Regions from separate parts of the Mus musculus genome. Here region 1 is linked to region 2. A link is a contact called in public Hi-C data. All regions are on one chromosome and are shown on one strand. The core of a region is the stretch at or near the end of the contact, and the rest is flanking DNA. Distances in the headings are between cores, read along the strand shown.

Region 1 (7,080 bases), core at 3,289-5,788, 180 kb before region 2:
AGACAATGCAGTATGTAAATAACTCCTGCCTTCTGCATTCCCATTTACCGCTCTAATCCTGCCTTTATTTAAAGTTATAGCAAATCTTCCCTTTGTCTTTACCATGTGTGCCTTCTCCCTATTTCTGTATTTTATAAACAACATTGGCCTAGGTAAACTCAGTGACTTAAAAGGACAATTTAAAACCAAGTTTTGAAAAAAAAAAAAAACAAGTTTTGAAGTAAGGCACACTCAGATTTGAATTGGAGAGTTCCTAGTCCCCAGCCTGTGGGTCATTTACCCACAAAACCCGCAGGTCATTTACCCTCTAAAAGTCCCAATTTCTTCATCTTTCCAGAGACAGTAATGGTACCCATTTGCTTAGATTATTTGTGAATTTAAATGATCGATGCACGTGAAGAATCTAACAGGACTCCAAAAATATCAATGTAGAAACCATACAATACACAGCGCCAACCTATTATATCATACATGCTGTATTATTTCTCACATACAAGTCTCTGCCAAAGAAAAAAGAAAAACTTTGTAACTAGGTGTGTGCAAAAACAAACAAACAAAAAACAGAAAAACTCTAATGAGCTTGAAATAATATAGAAATATACACCCCAGTTATACAGAGAAAAGGTTTTGTTTGTTCATTTGCTGTCCTGGTAAATGAAAATAGGGCCTCATGCATGCTCAGCAGCTGTTGCGCCTCAGAACTAAAGCCCCGCCCTTTATGACATGAGGGTAAGGTGGTCACTAAATTGCCTAGCATGGCCTTGTTCTGTAGCCCATGCAAACTTTGAATTTGTGATCCTCCCGACTCAATCTCCTAAATAGCTAGAATTACACTGTTCCCAGCAGGCCTGGTTCTGTTATTCTATGGCTTAAAGCAAGACAATGATTATGTATGACCAGAGAATCTGACTTAGTGTCCTAGTGAGGGTTACTATTGCTGTGATGAAACACCATGACCAAAGCAATTTGGGGTGAAAAGGATTTAGCTGGTTTGTTTACATGCTCACATCACACTGTTCATCACAGAAGGAAGTCAGGACAGGAACTCAGGCAGAGTAGGAACCTGGAGCCAGGAGCCCATGTAGAGGCCATAGAAGAATAATGCTTATTGGCTTACTCCTCATGGCTTGTCCAGCCTGATTTCTTATAGAACCCAGGCCACCAGCCTAGGGATGGCACCACCCACAGTGGGCTGAGCTGATCCCCATCAATCCCTAATTAAGAAAATACTTGCCTACAGCCTGATCTAATGGAGACATTTTCTCAATGGAGGTTTGTCTTAGATGACTATAGCTTGTGACAAATTGACATAAAACTAGCCAGAACATCCAGTGCTTCTTTTAGGAAGAATTGAACACTTTTGGCTGACTGTTTATTCCAACGTGAGTCAGCAGAGTTACTAAATGTCATCTTAAAGTCTATCTCTGTCATCTAATTTTGTTTCATGTGGCTTTTATCATCTAAGAAGTTTAAATCCTACAAGTATCTTAACAGGTGGTGTTTATAAAATCAGAAGAAATGATTGTGTTGTATTCTACCCTGTGGCAGCAGACATAGGCCATCTATCTCTCAGATCCAACCTCTCTTCCTCCTCCTGTGGCCATGTGTCTTCATGAGCTGAGGCAATGTTCAATAGCCCAGGGTCAGTCCATTAAAGGAATGTTCACACGCTCTGTTTTCTTTCTTTAACTCAACTTGATGGAACTGAGCACAATTGCCCTGGGGTCATATTTTAAAGATAACCTAACGGCAGAAGGCAGTTAATCTGGTTTCCTAAGCCAAAACCCTGAGCCACTGGCCAATCAGAAAAGTCCTTTGTATCACTTCTAAGCCACCACCACTAAAATCACTGTCACAAAATCAGGAACCGCTTAGATTTGTTTCATTGTGTTCCTCACTTTGGAGATGTAAATCTTTTTATTTGCCTTTGTTGTTTGATTTTTTTTTAAATACTAACATAATTTCAAAGACAAATTATGTAATTAGATGTATCTTTCCATCCCTCTTTCCTTCCTACCCCGTGTCTCCTATGCTCTTGTGGATATTAATTTTCACTTTTTTTAATTTTCATTGTTTGTTTTGCAACTTTATGCAAATAAAGTATATATATTTTTAACCTTTAAAACAGCAAAAAAATCAGATTAGCTGAAGAACTTGAAAAGACTCTTGTTACAGTACCAACTACACCCTAGTTCAGCTGAGCATTTTAGAATTGCAAGCTAGATTTTAAGGAGCAAGTCTTAGAAGTTTAGAGATGATTTAACTATGACCCCGATAGCCATCAAGCTGCCCGCCTGTTGTCTCAGAGCCAAAGGGAACACAGGTGAAAAGGCTCTGAGGCCAGCTCTTTTTTCCCCACTCCCATGAATATGCAAATAGTCTCTCCCAGATCCCTCTACTTCATTTGCATGCAAAATTACTGCCATCCTGGGTAATATTATGCACCATAAAAAGAGCATGGTTCATCCATTGCAAACAGAGGATACATAGAAAACAGAGTCAAATTCCTGAGTCAATAGTTAGGAAGAACACATATATGATGGAAATGACAGTCTTGTTCTCATTGTTTTTCTGTAGTACAAAGTGCATGGGTTGGACTGTTAGAGGCCTCATGTCTGGCTGGAGCTGCGTTAGTCACTCTCCTGGAGGAGTTGGTCAAATGACTTACACTTGCTCCACTCTGACATTCCCTAGTCAGGAACCAGACACTGGATCTCAGGGGCAGGTGACAACCACGGAGGACATCCTCTGCCTTCCTACTTAAGGATAACTTTATATGGAATGCTTGAGAGAGACGCATGCCTAAGAAAACTATGAAATGGGGGCTGGGGAGATAGCTCAATGGTTAAAGCACTTGCCCTCTAGTCATCTGAGGACAGGAGTTGAAGTCCTCTGTACCTATGGAGATTTCAGGTGAGCATAAAGAGCTTACCTGTGATTCCAGTATGTGAAATGCAGAGACAAGATCTCTGGAGCAAGGGATGCAAGCCTGCTTTAGTGAGCTCTGGGTTCAATTGTGAGGCCATGCCTCAGTTTTTATAGTGGAAAACTGTTATCTCAAAAGAGCCAACCATTCCCTCAACCTCCACACACATGTGCCTATACCCATACACACACATACACACACACACACCTGCACACACACATGAGAGTATACATACACACAGACATGCAGACCATATGTACACATACACATGAAATAAAGGAGTTAAAATAATAAAAAAGATGAAAGCATTCAAATATGAAATCAGCAAAATTAGGTTTCAAGAAATTATGTGTGATTAATCTCAATCTCTCTTTAAAACCTACAAAATAAAAGAGATGAAAGGAATATATACAAAATGTATAAATGATTATGACATGCAACTGTTGTCTGATTTGGATCCCATTTATAAAACATGGGAAAAGAATACTTAAAAGCATTTTACTCTGTTCATTATGACATCCTAACGTAAGCAACATCTGTCTCTGCCTCTAGAAGCCACCATGTTTGTCCCTCGATTTCCACTCTGATTCTGTGTGTGTGTTCCAAGGAGAAGCTGGAGCCTCTAAGAAAAATCTGGGGCCTCCAAGGAGAAGCTGGAGCCTGTAAGGAGAAGCTGGAGCCTGTAAGGAAAAGCTGGGGCCTCTAAGGAGAAGCTGGAGGCTCTAAGGAGAAGCTGGGGCCTCTAAGGTACTCTTAGTCACAGACTGTCACTCAGCAAAAGTGTTTTAAATGAGGTGAGACTAGACCTATATATCAATAACAACCAGGACAAAAGAAGTTTATAAAACCATTATCAACTCTTTATTGTTTATTAATGAAGGTTTCATAGTAACATAAGATTGTCTGAAGGCACATAGGGAAATCAAAGAGGTTACTCAGTAAAGCTAGACAGCAAAACACAGACTTTATAGTGTATGTAAAGGAAGACAATATGGCAAAGGGGTAGGAAGTGGGATGTGTGGGTGACCGACACTGAGCAGAGAGCATAGGTAGAATGCAACATTAAGCATCTGTGAGGTATGGCCAGAAATCTGTGTTTATTTCATGAACTGGACAAAACAGATGAGCAGTTTGCCACTATCTATGGTCAGAGGGATTTCTGGGAAGGGTCAGTGAAGAGCAGAGATCCAGGGCTGTCAGTTGCCTTCAGGGTGATCTTGTGTACAAATGGATGAAGCCTAGGATTTACAGCCCAACCGCTTCATCGCAGTTCCATTCATTACTGAGACATGGATGCTTTCTGCCTAGAAGATAAAGGATTCTCTGTCCTCACCCTGAGAATCAGTGGATCCATGTCAAATAAATTCGGCCATTTCCTTTTGCCATTATAAGTCGCTCTGAAGTAAATAAGGCTGATGACTCATAAATTCTGCGCCCTTGCCATAAGGATGTTGCTGCAACAGAGGAGAATTGACAGGAGAAATCTTTAAAGCCTGGTTCAGGTAGGATAAGCCACCTGTCCCCCAGGGCCCTCTATCAGATAGGAAGTGAAAGAATAGGACAAGCTTCGAGGCCCCAAACCACAGTGAGTCAGCTATTAGCAGCTAGATGGTACAGAATTCACCAGGGCCTCTGTGACCAAAGTTCTCAGCCAGACAGCCCTCAAGAGTTCAAATGGTCTTGTTCATATCCTGAAAGAAAACATATTTACATCATGGGGTGAAGGGGGAAAAGGAAGTTAATGTCAAACAATTGTGGTTTGTAGTGTGGACTACGGGAAGACTCTGAAAACAGATAGTGCTGATGGCTATAAACTGTGTTTTAGTAAACTTTAACGGTACACGGAAGATGGCTTAAATGATGGATTTTACCACAAACTAAAAACCATACTTACAAAATTATAATTTTGACAGTGAACTATTGTAAAACAACAAATGAGAAGGTGGCTAAGAAATGCCAGTTGTGCTCTTTCCTGTCTCTCTTTAACTGAAGACGGTGGAGGCTTTTGAACACAGTAGCATTCAGATCAGGGCTTCTAAGAATCACCTCCCGTTAGTCCTGTGACATTAAGACAGTTACACAATTACTCCAGCACTCAATTTCCCCATCTACGGTAAGACAGGTTAAGTGCAATCTGTAATTCATCTTCTGCTTCTATTTCTTCCAATTCCTAGGACGGCCAACTCCTAAACGAGGCGATCCACCCGCACTGCCTGCTACTGCGGATGTGGACGGCAGCCTTCGATTTTACCATTAGTATTAGTGTCGTGTCATGGTTAATGTTGGTGACTACACTCTGACATCACTGTCCGGACACTCACTCGTGTAACAGGCTGCAAGAAAGCCCTCGGGAGAGAAAGCTAAAGAAGAGAAAGCACACATTTAAGTCAACAGGAAATTTATTAAATGTGAATTGTAATTGCAAATTGGTACTAAGGAAAAAGAGTAGAGATCAAGACCCAAAGCATACCATATACTCTGAGGAAGTATACATTCTCACGGGGATATGAAACAAACACAGTAAACATCTCCCTCCCCCCAGCACCCCCTTACACGCCACGTGTGAGAACACAAGCCTTTCCATGAGGGGTGGTCACAGGCACATGCTTGGCCTTCTGTCCTACCTCTCCATTGCAAGCAGATCTTCTTTTCTGAGCCCCAGTGTCCCCATCCACACAGTAGAGATAACAGCATCCTCCTCAGAATGTGTTTGTAAAGGGTATTGAAAAAGTTAGATCCATGTAATGAATCTGGAACAGGACGTGGCACGGGTTAAAACATCTGTCTGTGTGGCCTCCCTGCTGTGAGGAAATGGGCTCAGAAGGTTCAAGCTACCAGAATCTAGCAAGTATGTGACAGGGCCCGCCTGCTCTCCATCCCACACTACAGATGCCTAATTCAGGGCTCTTCTCACTATGCCAAAGCCACCTGTGTGATATCAAAAGTCACATGAGAGCTGAGAACGGCCGCTGAGAGGACAGTAACAAATGTCAGTAGAGTTAGAAAAAATGGTCTTGACTAAGCTTTTAAAACTCAGTAAAAACCATGTGATGCTTTTCAGGCAGTGCTATCGAGAGCTTATGTGACAGACATCTTCTTAAGCACAGTATCTTTGATCTGAGCTAACCTTTATGATAATCATTAGACACCTTTATATTAATCATGTTTTTTGTGCGAGCAAACCAAAACATAGAGTAGCTTTAAAAGTTTATACCACAAAATGATTTTTCTGAGGGGCTGGAAGCATAATGTAATTATATTTAAATTATTTTTATATTTACCCAGGAACTACAATGTCTAAAAACCAATTCAAACAAAAGAAAGCCTTTGTAGGTTAATAAGAAGTGAAGCTGGGGTTTGAATACAGTTCTGGGCACTCTTGGCCAATAAGGAGACCTCATTGACAGCGAGGAAGGATGTGAGTTCTGTATGTATTTGATGGATAATAGCAAAGACTGGGTCTGAACAAAGTAGAGCAAATTCAGGAAGAAGCAGCCCAGCGGGAGGGGGAGGAGAAAGAGAGGTATCAGGCATGTGAGAGTAGGGAAGTCACATGGATGCATACAGAGAGGGCATTAATCAGGCGTGTGAGAGTGGGGAAGGCACATGGATGCATACAGAGAGGGCATTAATCAGGCATGTGAGGGTGGGGAAGGCACATGGATGCATAGAGAGGGCACTAGTTTAAATGTTCAAAAGAGACTACCAAAATCTCTTGATCCCCGTGACTTTTGACCTTTCAAAATAATGTTTCTCTCTTTTTTTATTAATTGGATTTTAACTTCTGTAGCTAACTTTTGCTAGATAATTAATATCCCCAAACGACCCAGGAAAAAGTCACCTACCTTCTCAGAGAAAATGGCTTAACCCTAAATCTAAATGGAATCTGATTCACTATGGAATAGATAATGGTGGTGACCAAAGCCCTCGGTGGCCAGGATCCTTGACATTGACCATTAATAACACACTAAGACCGAAGTTCCCTCAAAGACTACTGAGAACACGTTTATTGAAAGGCTCTCTGGATCTATGAGGTCATCTTTAAAGATAGAAGACCTCTAAGATAAAGGACTCTATCCTTTCAATATCTGAAATTCAAATTCTATTGAATGAGCGATCGAAGCACATTTTGTTGTAGAATACAGAAGACATGT
Region 2 (6,619 bases), core at 1,783-4,282:
CCCTAAGTCAGGGTGACTGGATCCACCCCCACTACTGCAGAAGTCTCCGGTCCCACAGTGACTCAGCAGCCAGTATGTTCCACTGATAATCCTGCACTTCCTGACGTTGCAGCCTTACTACAAGGCTGACTTCTCATTTCTTGCTGCACACTTGGTTGTTTGTTTATAAGACAGTTTCTTTTCATTTGTTTGCTGGCTGATTGGCATCCTTTTCATTTTCTACCCCTACACACACACACACACACACACACACACACCTCTTCTTCTTTTTCTTCCTCCTCCTTGCCCTCCTCTTCCTCTTTCTTATTCTGCCTGTACTGCCCCAGATATTTCAGTAGTCAACTCCTCCTCTCATTTCCCCACATCTGATGAGTTTTCTGATTTCCCATTCACTTTGGGATTTGAATTTTTTACTTTGACCTCTCTTTTAAAGGCTACAATCCTGAGTCCTAGTTCCTATGGGCGTGTCTTCGCTACCTTCTAACAGATCAAAGAGAAATAAATAGCCACAGGTTGGAATGTTGGGGTGTCCAACTCTCTAACTCGATTGTCACATTCCTAGTACGACAAAAGAATTGAAGACCTTTGGGAGAAAGACAGAGCAGTGGGACTTACATTGTAATACAGAAAGACACTAGCATAGGCAAATAGAATTCTAGGTGATGAGCATTATGAAAAACCACACCGTGTTCAGTCTGCTTGTACCGCTATCTGACCTGCCATGCGGCTTATCTAGAAGCACTCCTTCCAGTCTCTGTCTATGAGAGCACCCCCCAAATGTTTCCCTTAATTAAAGTAGTTCCTTTCTAAAAAAAAAAAAAAAAAAAAAAACCTCATAGACTCTGAGGTTAGAGTTTTAGCAACTAAGTTGTAAGCACTGTGACTAATCCATTAATTCTGTCTGGGAATCTTTAAGCAATCTTGGGATCTCCCCTTCCACATGATCATGGAAATGGAAATCTTTCCCTTGCTGGGAAGCCCCAGACTCCACACGTGCAACTCACAGGGCTTCCTTCACTTCCTCATCCTTGTCACTGAGAACAGTGTCTTTCTTTTTGATTAATATCTATTAATTGTACCGACTAAGTGGATTCATTATGGTATGTTCATACAGGCATAGAATGTGCTTTGATCTTACCAATTTCCTCTCTTGTTAAGGCCTTGCTTGTTCCCACCAGTCTTCTTCTTCCCCCCAAATAGTTCTCCTTCTTGAATCTCTGTCTCCCCCTCCCTACCTCCCCCTCTCCCTCTTCCCCTCCTCCCCCATCTCAGCATACCAGAGAAAAATGTGATGTTTGTCTTTCTAAGTCTGGCTTGTTTTGCTTAACATAATGATCTCATGTTCAACTGATTCTCTACAAATAACACGATTTTGGTCTTCACTGTGAGTGAATTAATACTCCATTGTGTATACAGCATTTTTTTATCCATATCACCTATTGATTGGCACCTACGCTAATTCTGCAGGTACATCAGTATTTCTATAGTGTGCTGATTTCATTTCTTTGGGTGGTGAAATAGCTTTGTCATTTAGTAGTTCTATTTTTAGCTTTTTGAGGAACCTTGATTTCCATTGTGGCTATTCTAATTTGCATTCCCACCAACCATGTGTAAAGTTGGAATTATTTCTATTACTTTAAAAATACCTGACTATTTATGGAATTCAGTAGAAATGTACCAACCAAAAGATACATTATCGATAAAAATTGCCTTTTAAATAGTGTTTTTGAATGGTGAATTTTTTTTTGTTTTTTGTTTTTTGTTTTTTGTTTTTTGTTTTTGTTTGTTTGTTTGTTTTTTCGAGACAGGGTTTCTCTGTATAGTCCTGGCTGTCCTGGAACTCACTTTGTAGACCAGGCTGGCCTTGAACTCAGAAATCCGCCTGCCTCTGCCTCCCCAAATAGTTCTCCTTCTTCTTGAATCTCTGTCTCTCCCTCCCTACCTCCCCTTCTCCCTCTTCCCCTCCTCTCCCATCTCAAACTTGTTTCAGCATACAAGAGAAAAATGTGATGTTTGCCTTTCTAAGTCTGGCTTGTTTTGCTTAACATAATGAGTGCTGGGATTAAAGGTGTGCGCCACCACGCCCAGCTATTGAATGGTGAATTTATACATACAACTTAAAGTTCAAAAACTAAGTACACAGAACAACAAAATCTCTCGTCTACCCTTTCCTTCCAGTTCTTTAGACCTTCTGCCCATACTAACCAGTGTCTCCAGTCTGTTGTGTGTTCATCAGAGCTATCATATGCTTATGTAACCATAGATTTTTTCCCCCCACACAAAAGCTAAGCACTCTCTACCTTCCCTTTTCAGTAAGCAATGTATTTTGAGGTTTATTTTGTAGACATAAAGCAACTCTATTCTTTAACAGCTGCATATAGAATCAATGAATGAGAAGAGTATGTCAATATAAATAGCCTTCCATCAGCATGTATTTAAGCCATCTCTATTTAATTTTTGTTTATTTGTTTTGTTTTTATATTTTCAAATAATACCAGTTAATGATCTTTCAATATGACCCCTTGAGGCTAACTGTTTTCAGCTAGCTTGATTTTGCATATTTACAATTCTAAGTGCTGGTTTCCTTCTCAGAGAGCAGGTGACTGCAGAGGTGCGAAAGACATTTCCATTCCCCTGAAATCCCCACCTGGAGAGAAAAACCTCTCAAAGTTCTGAGCAGTGTACACTGCAGTGGGACTGTAATCCTGTTCTCCGGGAGAGAACAGAGATACTTCCATTGCTCTCAGATCCCCTGTGTTTGCCAGACATGGTAAAAACGGTGCTGCCATTCCAGGCTCAGAAAGCTAGCACATGGCTATGGCTCTGGCTATGGCGTACAGAAAACTTTGCTCCTGTGGATCCTTGGTGGTTTTCCTTGATGGCTTCCCTCAAATGCTGGAGAAACGAGTCAAACAGCTGCTATGGAATCTTGTGGTCACCCATCAGAAAAATGAAGTCCCGGGATTGGTCAGCAGCACGTTATCTCATGTCTTCTAGTTTCCTTCCCTAAGAATGCAGCATTAACAGGCAGCTGTAGCCACACCCCCCGAGACTCACTGGCCAAGAACATACTGTATACCCCTGTGTGTCTTACACAGGACATGTACTTAGTACATAGTTTTCGTGGAGTAATGAGGGTGAATGAAGCTAGGTTTTATTTATAGGTTGTTGGAATTGCAGAATTTCCGAAAGGATATAGAAGCTGCGAACGAAGCCCATCACGTCAGCTAGAGGAAAGGATTGTTTCCTTCCTCAAGAGCTGAAGAGGAAGGCACACTGGAGGAACTACTGATCTCCGTTCAGCTAAGGTAAGAATTTTGACAGGAATGGTAGAGGCATGACGCGAGAGGCAACTCTTGCAACTCCAAGTGTAGTTTCAGGTCCATAAATGATCCATAAGGAAAGTCCCACGGACACTACTAGGAGACCTCTGAGTACAAGTAGTTGCCAGAGTACGTGACAGTTTTTACCCTGAAACTGTTTGAAGCCTCTGGCCTTGTTATGTAAGGTAGAGGGACCAATGGAAATTCTTGATGAAGGCAAGCCACAGTGGGGTGGGACAGGCATCCAAAATTGTATCTTTTATGACTCAAGCTCCAATCTAGGAGTGTGCTAGTCTATCTGAAAGCATACTTTAGGAAGGAGAGTGTCTCTCACAACCATCCTTCCTATCCGTTCTTTCTGAAGAGATCTTCTATTTCAATTCCATCCTGCAATTCCAGGTCCAGACTTGAACTCATAACTAAAATATAGATTCACTCCCCAAAACTGATAGCAAGAAGGGGCCCGACTTGCCGGATGCCCAGGGAAAGTTTACTGCTAGACAAGTAGGGTTTGACCTCCTACCTCACCGAAAGGACAGGTTCAGATTAAATTATGTTTCATTGCAATATTAGAACTTCCTCTATACCTGTGAAAATCTTCCTGTATATGCCTCTCTCCTTACCAGGAAGTACAGCTTGGGGTAAGAGGATGATGTAAATGGGGTCTCAGACAGCCTATTTAACTTAGAGCCATAGAAGCATTTTATTTTTATTAGAAATTTTCTTTCAACACTGTTTTACAAGCAAATGAACAGCCTTACCTGGTTGCTGTATAATGGAGACCATGTTAAGTTTCCATCTTTTTCTTTCATTAGCAGATAAATCTATATACTAAACTATCTCCCACAGATAACACTGTGACACTCTGCACATTTAAAACAGAATAATTCTGGATTTTAGAAGTCGTTCCGTCCCTCCCACCCTTTGCCTTTCCTTCAGGTTTCACACTACACTCACGTGACGGCACACTCCCACTCTCCCACTCTTACCCCACCCCACTGAGTGTATACCCAGATATCCAGGAGGCCTCTGAGGTTTACACTTAACAATTAACGAGTCTCTTCCTCTCCTCTCTTACCTTGCCATTCATATCACTAGTTCAGGTTTGTTCTACCATGTGAGCCTCAGCATTTGCTTCGCATTCCCTTCTGACCATCCAGTGAGTGTAGTCTTGTCTACCTACAATATGAGGTTTTCTAGATGACCTTCTAAAACCTGTCACAGATTCTCCACTGGTTAGTGGGCTACCCAGAGCCAAATAGCCATCTTTACCTCTCTCCTTTCTCTCTTCCATGCCTCCCTCTTCCCCCTTTCTGTTTTCACACAATCTATGATTCTGCTCTTCTTTTCCTCTCTAGCCTTTTTCTTTGAATCTCTGTTCCCCAGATCGCCCTGGCTGTTCATCAATGCTGTCCTTGGACACGATCTTGGTTATCTACAACTCATCAGAATACTATTCACCCGTCACAATCTGCCTCAGATTTCCCTTTGCAAACCCTTTGCTCAGGGTTTTCTTTGGGTGTTCTTATCTCCCCAGCTAAACAGCAATGTGAATATTGGGCGATTATTACATCATATTCTTAAACAGCTCCTAATTCTCGAGTCAAACTGCCTAAAGTGTAGATCCTGCGCTCTTGGTTGTCTGCTCTTGGTTATCTGCTGCCTGTAGTTCTGGTGTTGGTTCTCTCTGCAAAGGGAGGGGGGGTTATGGCAGGTTCTCCTCTACACGGGTTTTGGGGGCATTAAACAAGAAAACTCATGAAAAGAATAGTATTTGGAATTTTATAATCATCCAATAACTAGTAGCTTTTACAGCTGATATTCATCTTATCTCCAAAGTACATAACACAGTGCCCCTGATCTTCAGCTATGCTTAATCCACATTCATTGGGATTTGGCTGAGTCAACTGCAGAATAAGAAGGCTGTCCCGGCACTGCATTAAGAATGGAGAAACCTCCTGGTGTCACTAAAGTCATGTCAGAAGGCTGCTACTTACTGTTGTCTGCCAGCCAAATTCTTTCTAAGTCCCTGCCACTCTCTTAGTCCTGCTCCAGAGATCTGTAGGTTTGGCGGAGTGTACAGGGGCAGCTTTCCCAGAGTATTCTATTCTATCCTTCTTGCCAAAAAAAATCTGACCTGCTGCAGAGAGCAGATTGCTAGTCTTCCTGGGGTCTCCAAAGTGATACTAAAACTGTGGCCCACAGACGCCAACCTCCTGTCTGCAATCTTTATTGAACAGGCCCCCAAATTAGTCTGCCAAAAGTAGAGAATAGGCTAAGTAAGACACTCTGCTTTCTTAGGCTCAGAGTGTCCATGGGCATCATGTGAAGGATGCGTTCAGCTGGGACCTCCTCAATACTTAAAGTGCAAAACAGATGTAACGGGGATAGATGTGCTGCTCCACGGAGCTATGAAGGCGGGTTTCGGTTTTGTAAAACGAAAGAAACCTTAAACTATACAGTTTGAGCTTCAATAAGCATCATGAATACTAGAACATTGAGTAGCCAGGGATCCAGGCTTAAATGATCTACGTCCTATTGAAAACAATTCAGAAAAGCAAGAAACAATTCTAATAAAGGTGAAACGTGTAGCCAAAGGCGTCTTAGGCCAGCCCTGAGACAAACACATAGGGATCTTTCCTCTAACCTAAGTTGTATAAACTTTGAGAACTTCGCTAGTCTGACGATAAACTGGATCCTAATAGTTTGCTCACCTGGCTATGGTGACGATTTCATGAGATAAGTAAACTACTGATGATGGATGGCATAGTGTTCCTCCTGTTTCAGAATTAGATGCAGCCTGCAAGGGCAAGAAGTAAGGCTTTGATTTAACATTTCCATAAGCAGGTGAGTAAGAGGTGGGAGCGTTTCTGAGAAGTTGACCTAGATTGCTCTAGGTGTTGTTCACTTCTCTGAAACGGGAACGCTCAGCGCTCAGGGCTATTCACAGGTGTTCACCTCTGTGCACAGGGCTGCCTGCACCCAACCTAAAGTGATCTGTGTTCATCTCGGGTTTAACCTCAATTCCGACGTTGATTGCCATTTCCAGCAAAGCCGGTTTCCTAGCTGAAGGAAGCCCTTCCCAAAGGGTGAATCCCCTACAGCTTCATTTGTTTAAATTCCTTTAGTGGTCTTTATTACGCAGGGTGTGGTGTTTTGTTTGCCCCCACCCCCCATTTCAAGGTATTAATGATAAGTCAACAAACAAGTAACATGCCCCTAGAAAGCAACACTTGGATTTCTTTGGCTGCCCCGGGCATGATCTGGGCTGGTGCAAGGTGGAGATGTTGTGGCCA

What was found. A called contact is a pair of places that touch in the nucleus more often than the background predicts.
Region 1: a contact with region 2 is called in a Hi-C map of the CH12 cell line. The contact joins two enhancer-like sites. A contact is called at or near these places in 1 of 39 promoter capture datasets (the HPC-7 cell line), 2 of 484 Hi-C or Micro-C datasets (the CH12 cell line and LSK cells), 3 of 115 datasets of contacts at active chromatin or transcription factors (bone marrow-derived dendritic cells and bone marrow-derived macrophages) and 1 of 9 other capture datasets (pancreatic islet).

Annotation. Positions count from the first base shown.
Region 1 is chr9:52,354,214-52,361,293 of GRCm38.p6, reverse strand. No RefSeq gene overlaps it. Among named protein-coding and RNA genes, the nearest start is that of Gm33125, 66 kb to the left of the region's middle. Within about 2 kb of position 4,538, at least 28 of the 459 cell types and tissues checked have an H3K27ac peak or open chromatin away from gene starts, as enhancers often do. A contact at or near this core is called in the CH12 cell line, the HPC-7 cell line and bone marrow-derived macrophages, where this site is marked.
Region 2 is chr9:52,169,099-52,175,717 of GRCm38.p6, reverse strand. No RefSeq gene overlaps it. Among named protein-coding and RNA genes, the nearest start is that of Zc3h12c, 23 kb to the right of the region's middle. Within about 2 kb of position 3,032, at least 10 of the 459 cell types and tissues checked have an H3K27ac peak or open chromatin away from gene starts, as enhancers often do. A contact at or near this core is called in the CH12 cell line, the HPC-7 cell line and bone marrow-derived macrophages, where this site is marked.